2 separate regions of the Mus musculus genome follow, and region 1 is linked to region 2. A link is a contact called in public Hi-C data. All regions are on one chromosome and are shown on one strand. Each heading gives the region's core, a stretch centred on a gene start, on an enhancer-like site or on the middle of the called end of the contact. The rest is flanking DNA. Distances are from core to core; before and after follow the strand shown. Region 1 holds the start of Ankmy1 (ankyrin repeat and MYND domain containing 1). Region 2 overlaps Gm29483 (predicted gene 29483).

Region 1 (4,781 bases), core at 2,103-4,602, 180 kb after region 2:
TCCCCTTTGTAAACACAGCCATCCTGCCACTCCTGAACCCCTTGGACAAGCTGCTTGTAAGTCCCCTTCAGGTCCTGCTCGCCCACGGTGCCTTCAGACTCCTCCTCATCCTCTCCGAGATCCCCTGGACGGCTCCTAGAAAGACAGAGGGCAAAGGAGGAGCAATGAGGAATGCTGGGAGAGTCGCTCTGCAAGGAGCACCACCCTCCCCCATCTCACATCACTCTCCAGATAGCCCCCAGGCTCCAGATTTCCTCAAAGGGAAACCGAGGCATACAGGATGCAACGATTGCCAGGGTTGCACAGGAAATGAGCCAAGAAGAAAGGGCACAAACTGACAACAGTAAATGCGCCCACCCCTGAGATAGGACCTGCCAGCCCCTCTAGCTATTTCCAGACGGATGTGCCCACAGTACAGTCCTCCCTTTTGAGCTGACAGGACCAGCCTCAGGCTGGGCAAGAAACAGACACTCGAATACACAGGTAGATCCAGGAAAGATCTGAGAACACCTGGAGGGGTAGCAAACTGACAGACAGATGGACAGCTGCAGAATGTGTGTATGGCACTAGGGAAAGGTGTGCCCGAGACAGGTTTGCCTCACTGTCGACCTTGTGTTGATCTCAGCCTAAACCCACTCCCCTGCCAGCCTCCTCTCAGCTCTCCCCGGGTGCTATGTACTGTTACCTTGGCTCTGGAGACCAACCCATTCCAAAGTCTGCCTGGCGGCTAGGCTGGCAGCACACAACGTGGCATCCCTCAGACCCTGTGAGGATTAGCCTTGGTTGTCAACCTAGCTACAGCTGGGGCCAACTAAAACCCAAGCAGTTGGGCACACCTGTGAAAGATTTTTCTAGATTGGATCGTCTGGGGAGAGAAGAGTCTCGATAAAGCCAGGCTGCACCATCTGGCTGCAGCCTATGAAAGAGGATGTGGGAGCAGGAAGCTTTGGCTTTTGCCTGCTTGTCCTCACTCTTGTGGGCAAGTTCATCTCTCCTGCTGCTGAGGCAGGCCTTCACTGTTGTTAGAACCTACTTATTTGGTATTACAACAAAGACGAAAGGTCAGCTGAAACATCCGACCTGTGGTCTCAACAACTACCAGATTCTTGCTCGGTTTTTCTTTCAGGAGACAGCAATTGTTGGACTACTCAGACCACAGCCTGTAGGTCACTTTAATATATCACATATATCAAATTTGTATATGAAGATGTGTATATATGTATATATAACATATTATATATGTGTTATAAATTATATATGACAGAATATAACATATATACTCTGTGAATTCTGTTCTGTTAAAAAAAAAAAAAAAGCCTGACTAACAAACCCCTGACCCAGCACACCAGTGAGATCTCGAGAGCCTGTAAAGGTGCATTGAACCTAAACTCAGCATCTACCCAATAGAGAAAGGCTCCCACTGTGAGGAGATGAAATATTTGGTATCCTACACCATCTTTATATCATTATACAGAAAGAAGCCAGGAAGGACAGGTATTCAAACTATCATGATAAGGTGGAAGGCACTGTTGTAGGCTGTTGTAAATTCTTCTCTTTTCCCCTGTCCAACAGGTCTTCCTGTGGCCCCAGCTGGTCTCAGACGTAATATGAAGCCTAGGGTAATCTTGAACATCAACCCTCCTGCCTCTGCCTCCCAGATGTGGAACTGCAGCCTCTCATTGCTATGACAGGCTTGTGCTGGCCTGGAGGGGTTGATCCCAGGGCTTTGGGCATGCTAGAAAAACACTACAACTGAGCCACATCCCCAGCCCTGAGTTGGAATCCTAATGCTGCAATCCTAAAAGCTAGTAGCTCAGAAATGTCCTTCGTATCTGAGGTGATTAGGTTGGGCCCTAGGCCAGGGTGACTAGTTCTCATGAGAAGGGCACCTTCTTTTGGGCATAGGGACACACAAATGGGAGATGAAACGCACAGACAGAGGGAGGTCAATACAAGTCAGGGAGAGATCTCTGAAAGAACATCAAGCCAGAGGCCCTTTGCTCTTGGGTTTCTGCCTCCAGCACTGTTTGAGGGTGGGGTCTGTATTGCACCATTTAACCTTGGCACTTTTTTTTTTTAAACAGAGATATTAACAAAGTGAGACCTGGCCTGAAGTTCCTGCCTCCCAACATGGCACAAGACCACTTGGCTACTTCTTGGAAAGGGCTATCAATAAGAGGAAAGAAAGGGAATGTTTTTCCTGGGGGGAAAAATGTGAATTCAATCAAGAAAATCGAACTATAACCAAGAGAGCTGGAAAGGCCAGTGTAGAGGCTTTAGAGATGAGCAGCTGGCACAGAAGGAAGGGCCCAGTCACCTGGCTCTGCCACTTCCAATTGCTCATCCTAACTGGATTCCTGGCTCCCTTTGTGATTTAGTTCCCTCATCTGTGAGAGAGACTGTGTGAGTCTGCTAGGCAGCTACCACAAACCACCTGGTTCTAGGAGCCGGAAGCCCAAGGTCCAGGTATCAGTGTGTTTGAGCTCATGAAGCCTTGCTTCCTAGAACCTTGTGAATGTGAGCTCCAGTTGGCAGAGAAAAGGTATAGAGAGAGAGAGAAAAAAAAAGCAGAGCTCTAGTCAACATGAACTTTGAGCAATGTAGTAGTCATAGCAGTAGCTGCAGCAGCAGTAGCAGTAATAATAGTAATATTGCACGCAGGGTCTCACTATACAGCCCTAGATGGTCTAGATTGCCCTATGTAGGCCAGGCTGGCCTTGAACTGATAGAGATCTGCCTCTGTCTCCCCAATGCCGTCATTAAAGTAGGATACCACCATACAAGGTTCCCTTTTTAGGGAATTTTTAAGGTCTGCCCTAATATTAAATTCCAGCGGATGCTTGGCCCCGTGGTACTGATTACACCTTCCTGCCCGCAAGTCCCCCTGCACCTTCTGAAGAAGGTGTAGCTCTTCACGGAATCCTGGCTCTCAGTGTCAAGAGACCGACCATTTTGCCCCTCCAGACCTCTGGAGCTTAAAGTTTTCGAGCCTTGAGAGTCCGTGGTAACAACGGAACGAATTTCTTCCATATCTCTCCTCTTCAAACCTAGAAATAAATCTGTGGTCACAATTCGCCCTCAGAACCGTGGACAGTGGCATCTGGGGGAACTGCCCGCAGCTTTTCTGATTATTCTAGTAGCCCCCTCTAGCTCCTGAGGGCTTACTAGCCTATGGGAGTTCGGGGAAAGGGGGGCGGGCGTTCCCTGGCCTTCCCAGGAGTGGTCGCCACTGTAAGGGTCGTCAAAACCATGTGGGATCTAGCCTCGGCCACTGACCTCAGGGTCACCTTCAGCAGACCGAAACCTTGGTCTAAATCACACCAAGTGTCTCAGAGTAATGGAGTAAATCCAGTACAGAAGTGCGTCACGTTGCCGTGGAGACGGCCACGCCCAGTTACAGCCAATCCTAGCCAAGTTGTGCTGACTCCTCCCTTCACTCCCCCCACCCCCATTCAGACCCGCCCCTGGACAAATCTGCAATTAGATAGCTGAGCTGCGATTGCCACGGGCCTGTCTCAGACACCACCAATCCCTGAGCTGGGAAAGCAGGCTCTGCCACCGCTAAAGCTCAAGTCCTTCTGTGGATGCTGGCTTAGCGTGTCGGACCCACGTTGAATTAGCCTCTGGACCAGAAGCTACCAGCACTCATGAGAGAAAGCTGTGGAAGACCCTGGAGCCAAGGCTTCGTTAAGGCCGTCTAATTGCCAAGTTCAGCTTTACCAGTGGGTGCAGCCTGGTCTTGGCAGAGGGGGAACCTCAAGGAGAGGGTCTTCCAGGACAGGGTTGCAAACAGGATGCACAGGAGTATAAGTCCAGAGGCACAGTGAATGGCTGGATACCAGTGTGCTGAGGCCCCATGGGCCTTAGGAGGAGATACAGATAGTGAGATTGGGCCAAAAGATATGATGTGCCAAAAATGGATTTATATTTATAAATGCATACACGGGCACTTAGCAGACAAAGATCAAGAAGCTATATTTCCACGGCTTGTCATACACATTTCCCAGGCACAGTGGGGAACCCATCCCTGCACTTAGGAAGCTGAGGCAGGAAAATCACTCCAAGTTAGAGGTCAGCCTGGACCAGAGTGAGACCTTGCATCATCCCAATGTCCCATCCTTCCCCAAAAGGAATGTTTTCATAATATGTTAACATTCGTTAAGAAAACCTAGGAACACTAGCTTTTGAAATTTTGGTGGATTGGTAAACTTGGCAGATTCCAGGGATTGATGACTGGAGACTGATCTCAGGCCAACTTGCTTTCAGCAAATTAGCAACTTTCCTTGCCAAAACGGGTGTCTGCAAACATGAAGGGGTTCACTGAGTCACTGCTGTTGCTATAGAAGTCAGTGAATCACTGGCTGGGAACGAGGCTTTTCTACTAAAACTGTTAAAGACTGAAAAGTTAACAAAGATCACTGGAAGTCACAAATTGGACCCGATTCTGACATTTGGAAGCAATGGTGAGTGTCTTAGTCAGGGTTTCAATTCCTGCACAAACAACATGACCAAGAAGCAAGTTGGGGAGGAAAGGGTTTATTCAGCTTACACTTCCACATTGCTGTTGATCACTAAAGGAAGTCAGGACTGGAACTCAAGCAGGTCAGGAAGCAGGAGCTGATGCAGAGGCCATGGAGGGATGTTCCTTACTGGCTTGCTTCCCCTGGCTTGCTCAGCCTGCTCTCTTATAGAACCAAAGACTACCAGCCCAGAGATGGTCCCACCCACAAGGAGACCTTCCCCCTTGATCACTAATTGAGAAAATGCCTTACAGCTGGATC
Region 2 (4,982 bases), core at 2,237-4,736:
CCAGGACGAGGACGCCAGAGTCGGATCTTCCAACCTGACCTGGGACATCATCCCTGATTGCTCCCACAAACCCACACAGGTCTCCCTTGCTTCGGGTACCCTAACCCACGCCTACTAGTGCTCTCTCAGGTCTTCCCAGTCTCTCGAATGCTTTGAGGTTTGAGGTGTACATTTGCCCCAGGTGAAAACACTCCAGCATCTCCAGGGTAGGCCTGTACCTCATCCTGAGACCTGAGAGAAGGGGCTTTGCCAGATAATGTCAACACTGAAATGAGAGCTTTCAGGAAGGGTAAAGATTAAGGGACCCTGCAGAATAGGTGAGTTACCACTGTGGGACTCTGGCTCAGTGAGGACAGCTGTCTTCTTGTAACCAGCAAGAAGCCTGGAGGACTGCATGCTTGCGACTCCCCATACTAAGAGAGTTGCAGGTATCGATGGCCCAGCTATATCACCGCAGCCAGGCAGGGCCGTGCCCTGCGGCTTGTGATAGCTCCAAGAGCTGATCTCCGGCTGAGCTGCTTCTCTTCTGGCAGGATGATCACTTGCTTCCCTGGTCCTGACTCACACACTCTTCCAGTGCCCATCACTGCCCATTGACTTTGCCTCTTTTTGCACCGTGTTAAAAATCGACTCTCTGGACAGAGTTGTTTGCGCCTGGCTTCTGTCACTTGCCCCCACGCCTTGGGTGTTTCTCATGGTGCTGCAAGCTCCTTCTCAGGATTGCACAGTGTTCCGTCGTGTGAAGAGACCACCTGTTTATTTGTCCAGTCCCCACTTCAAGGGTATGGGAGCTGCTTTCTGGCTCTGAAGTTTTTATCCTCAAAGCTATTCTAAGCATTTGTCCGCATCTTTTTCTGCATACTTGCTTTCTTTTCCCTCTGTACATCTGTAGGAGAAGAATCATTCGGTCCGGAAAGATCAGAGGTGTATTGTAACTTCATGAAAAATAAACTGATCCAAGCTGCAACCCTGCAGCTCCCATATTCTTACACTCCCTTCCAGTTTGAGCTACCCTCCTCCGACATCCCTGGAGTGAACTGCCCTACCCTTCTGTGTGGGTGTTGCTGTGGTGTGAACCCAATGCCCCTCAGCACTAACCTCCTTCCTTCCCATCTGTGTTAGGCTGCGTACTGATGCCCTAACCCCTACTACTGGTTTTGTATATTCAAAGCTCATCATCAGAGAATGAAGCTGATGCCAGTCGTGAGACCATTTATCTGATGCCATTATTTTTATTTCCTCAAGTTGCTGGAACCAAAAACTAATCTATGACTTTCTAAGGAGTGCTGAGGGGGACTCTCTTAGCTAGGGTTATTATTACTGTAATGAAACACCATGACCAAAAGCAACTTGGGATGGGAAGGGTTTATTTGGCTTATGTATCCCGAATTACAGTCCAGCAGCTAAGACATGTACTCAAATACAGCAGGAACCTGGAGGCAGGAGCTGATGCAGAGACCACTGAGGAGTGCTGCTCCCTGCCTTGCGCCCCGTGGCTTGCTTAACCTGCTTTCTCATAGAACCTGGGACCGCCTGCCCAGGATTAACACCACTCACAATGAATGGGCTAGGTGCATCTACATCACCGCTGATTAAGAAAGAAAATGCCCCGTGACCTGGTTTTATGGAGGTATTCTTTCAACTGAGGGTCTCTTCTCTCAGTTTACTGTAGATTGTGTCACGCAGAAATGAAACTAGCTAGCGCAGGGAGATGCCCCTCAACAGAGGAATGGATACAGAAAATGTGGTACATCTACACAATGGAGTACTACTCAGCTATTAAAAAGAATGAATTTATGAAATTCCTGGCCAAATGGATGGACCTGGAGGGCATCATCCTGAGTGAGGTAACACATTCACAAAGGAACTCATACAATATGTACTCACTGATAAGTGGATATTAGCCCAAAACCTAGGATACCCAAGATATAAGATACAATTTCCTAAACACATGAAACTCAAGAAAAATGAAGACTGAAGTGTGGACACTATGCCCCTCCTTAGAAGTGGGAACAAAACACCCTTGGAAGGAGTTACAGAGACAAAGTTTGGAGCTGAGATGAAAGGATGGTCCATGTAGAGACTTCCATATCCAGGGATCCACCCCATAACCAGCATCCAAACGCTGACACCATTGCATACACTAGCAAGATTTTATCGAAAGGACCCAGATGTAGCTGTCTCTTGTGAGACTATGCCGGGGCCTAGCAAACACAGAAGTGGGAGTTTGAAAATAAACAAGATTTTAACTTTTAAAATTTGAGATTATAATGTAATTACAACATTCTTCCTCCGCCCCCACTTCCACACCTTCCCATATATTCCTCTCGGCTCTCCTTCAAATTCAGGGCCTCTTATTTTATTAGTTCTTATTGTATACATATATGTATATACATATGTTTCTAAGTATTACCTGTTCAGATCATATGTGTTACCTGTATGCATGTTTTCAGGGCTGACCACTTGGCTCTGGACAGCCATTAGTGTGCTCTTCCCTGGGTAGGACCCCCTCTCCACTCCCAGCTTTCCTTGGTTGCCTGTAGTCTTTTGTGTAGGGTTGAGGCCCCCTGGGCTTTCCTTGTCCATTTTGGCATGTCCATTGGTATCGCCATCATTCAGCTCACGTTTCTGCAGTCACACTGATGAATCTAGCTTTGACATCCTTAGGAGTCACAACCCCACAGCAATCTTACAATCTTAGGAGACACAATCCCATAGAAATCTTAGTCTTCCCACTCCCTCTGCCATAATGGGCCCTGAGCCTTAGGTATGGTAGTGTTTTGTAGATGTATCCATCAGTACTGGGCTCCACAACTCTACATTTTGATTGGTTGTAGTTTTCTGTACTGGTTCTCTGTCTCTTGCAAAGAGAAGTTTCTTTGATGAGCGTTGAGGACTACACTTATCTGTGGTTATAAGAAGTGTTTATAGATTGTTGTTGGGACTATGCTGGTTTATTGAAGTAGTATGTGTAGATTCTTCTCCAATAACTGTGACTTCACTAGTATTGAGTAGTCAGGTTTCCAGTACAGGCATGACTTCCCTCTTGTTGACTGGATTATAAGTCCAATTAGAGATCTGTTGGTTATTTCCAAGGTATGTACAGAGAATAATCTATTCTTAAAAAGATTGTGGGCCTTTATGATATACAAACCCTTGTGTGAGGCATGGACATGAAGTTCTCTCTCTCTCTCTCTCTCTCTCTCTCTCTCTCTCTCTCCCTCCCTCTCTCTCTCTCTCTCACCACACACACACACACACACACACACACACACACACATACACACACCACACAATACACACCATGTAAGGGAAGGGCATGGGGCTTTGTCATACACAGACTCTGTGAGGGATAGACATGAGACTCTATCATACACAGACAATAATGTGAGGAGTGAGCTCGGGACTGTCACACAGACACTGTAAGCATGGACAGAGGACTTTGTGTCTCATGCAGAGTCTGGGTAGCTGCCCAGTTGTGACCTTGCACTTGGCATTCTGAATGAGAACTAGAGTGTCAGCAGTCCCTTATCTCATTCACTGCCCAGGTTTTGCCAACCTGAGTGCCTGGTTGATAAACTCCAGCTTTGAACTGTGAACAGAGCCATTGCCAGCTTGGTGATTGGAGCCGTGGCCAGTGGCTCCCTTTGCTGGCCCACTGCTTGCTGTCTCCTTGGGTCTCGATTGGGGCACCTCTCTCTTCTGCCCATGATCCTTAGCAATGGTCTCTTTCCCCATGACTCTCTCCTGTCTTTCCTTCCTTCAATTCTTTGGGAAGAATTTCATTTTAGAAATACCTCCCTCTATCCTTTTGTGAACTGACCCTGAAGCTCATTAGTTGGGCACACTTCCCTCTCCACACAGTGTTATGATGGCTCCTTCCTGGATTCTGGGGCCAATGGACTTTGGAGAATCTCTTAACACATTGTCACTTCAGGTTTCTCCAGCCATGAGACCAGAGGGTCAGGAAGTCCCGTCATCAGGAGGAGGGAACTGTTTTTGACTTGTGATAGAGCATTCCTGGTAGATACAGTGCCATGACAGACTCTGGTGCAGCCTGACCCCATTGCAATTCTCTGCACCCCAGAATCCCAATGACAGACGAGGCAGGCCTCCCAGCTCTGGTGACTCCACACCATGAACAAGATCATAGCAATCATTTTGTGCAGTGCCTCTCAAGGGTCACATGCTATTGCTGTGTGCAGGGCCTGATGGCTGGCCTTGGGTGGGAATCAGAAGTGACCACAGAAGGGATATAGAGGAGGAAGGCTAGCCAGCTTTAATAGGCTCTCTTACAATGACCCTGCCTGACAGGCCATATGCTGGGGACAACTGAGTGGAAACCCAGACTCCTGAGGAGGGAAGTGTGCATAGCCCAAGACTCCCCAGTGACTCACACCAGGGTTTATGTGTGACAGGGTCTGTGTGACAGAGCCCTGTGTCCATCCCTCATACCAGAGTCTGTCTGTGACAGAGCCCTGTGTCCATCCCTCACACCAGAGTCTGTCTGTGACAGTGCTGTGTGTCCATCCCTCACACCAGAGTCTGACAGTCCCATGTCCATTCCTCACACCAGAGTCTATATGTGACAGGGTCTATGTGTGACAGAGCCCCTGTGTCCATCACTCACACCAGAGTCTGTGTGTGACAGTCCCAAGTCTGTGATAATCTTTTTTAAAGATTGTTCTTTTTCAGCACCTCCATAAGCACTCCTCAACAAGGCATGATCCAGTTTACTGCCCCATCATATATATATACCTTGCAGCGTTAGTAGCCAGACAGATCACAAAAACAAAACAAAACAAACAAAAAAGCAAAAGCACATTCCTTTATAAAGACAAAACCACAAATCAAACTTCTGTGCCAATCAGACATTCAATAGTCATGTCTTAATAAACAGAATGATGGTGATTATACTCCAAATGAGCCATCGTGCCCCGGGAATGGGAGAGCATCTAAATGTCTCTCAGATAGCTGTAGCT

The links. A called contact is a pair of places that touch in the nucleus more often than the background predicts.
Region 1: a contact with region 2 is called in a Hi-C map of liver, with 3 times the contacts expected there. The contact joins the promoter of Ankmy1 here to the enhancer-like site in region 2. A contact is called at or near these places in 6 of 39 promoter capture datasets (the 3T3-L1 cell line, hippocampal neurons, liver and 2 more), 4 of 484 Hi-C or Micro-C datasets (embryonic stem cells and liver), 4 of 115 datasets of contacts at active chromatin or transcription factors (bone marrow-derived macrophages and embryonic stem cells) and 3 of 9 other capture datasets (adipose tissue, liver and pancreatic islet).

The regions. Positions count from the first base shown.
Region 1 is chr1:92,899,554-92,904,334 of GRCm38.p6, forward strand. Ankmy1 (ankyrin repeat and MYND domain containing 1) reads right to left here and starts at 3,353. Exons shown (of 18, transcript NM_001347091.1): 1 at 3,277-3,353; 2 at 2,891-3,047; 3 at 1-135. The coding sequence starts at 3,030.
Region 2 is chr1:92,720,830-92,725,811 of GRCm38.p6, forward strand. The region is part of intron 2 of Gm29483 (predicted gene 29483); the gene reads right to left. Among named protein-coding and RNA genes, the nearest start is that of Gm29483, 7.4 kb to the right of the region's middle. Within about 2 kb of position 3,487, at least 9 of the 459 cell types and tissues checked have an H3K27ac peak or open chromatin away from gene starts, as enhancers often do. A contact at or near this core is called in liver, where this site is marked.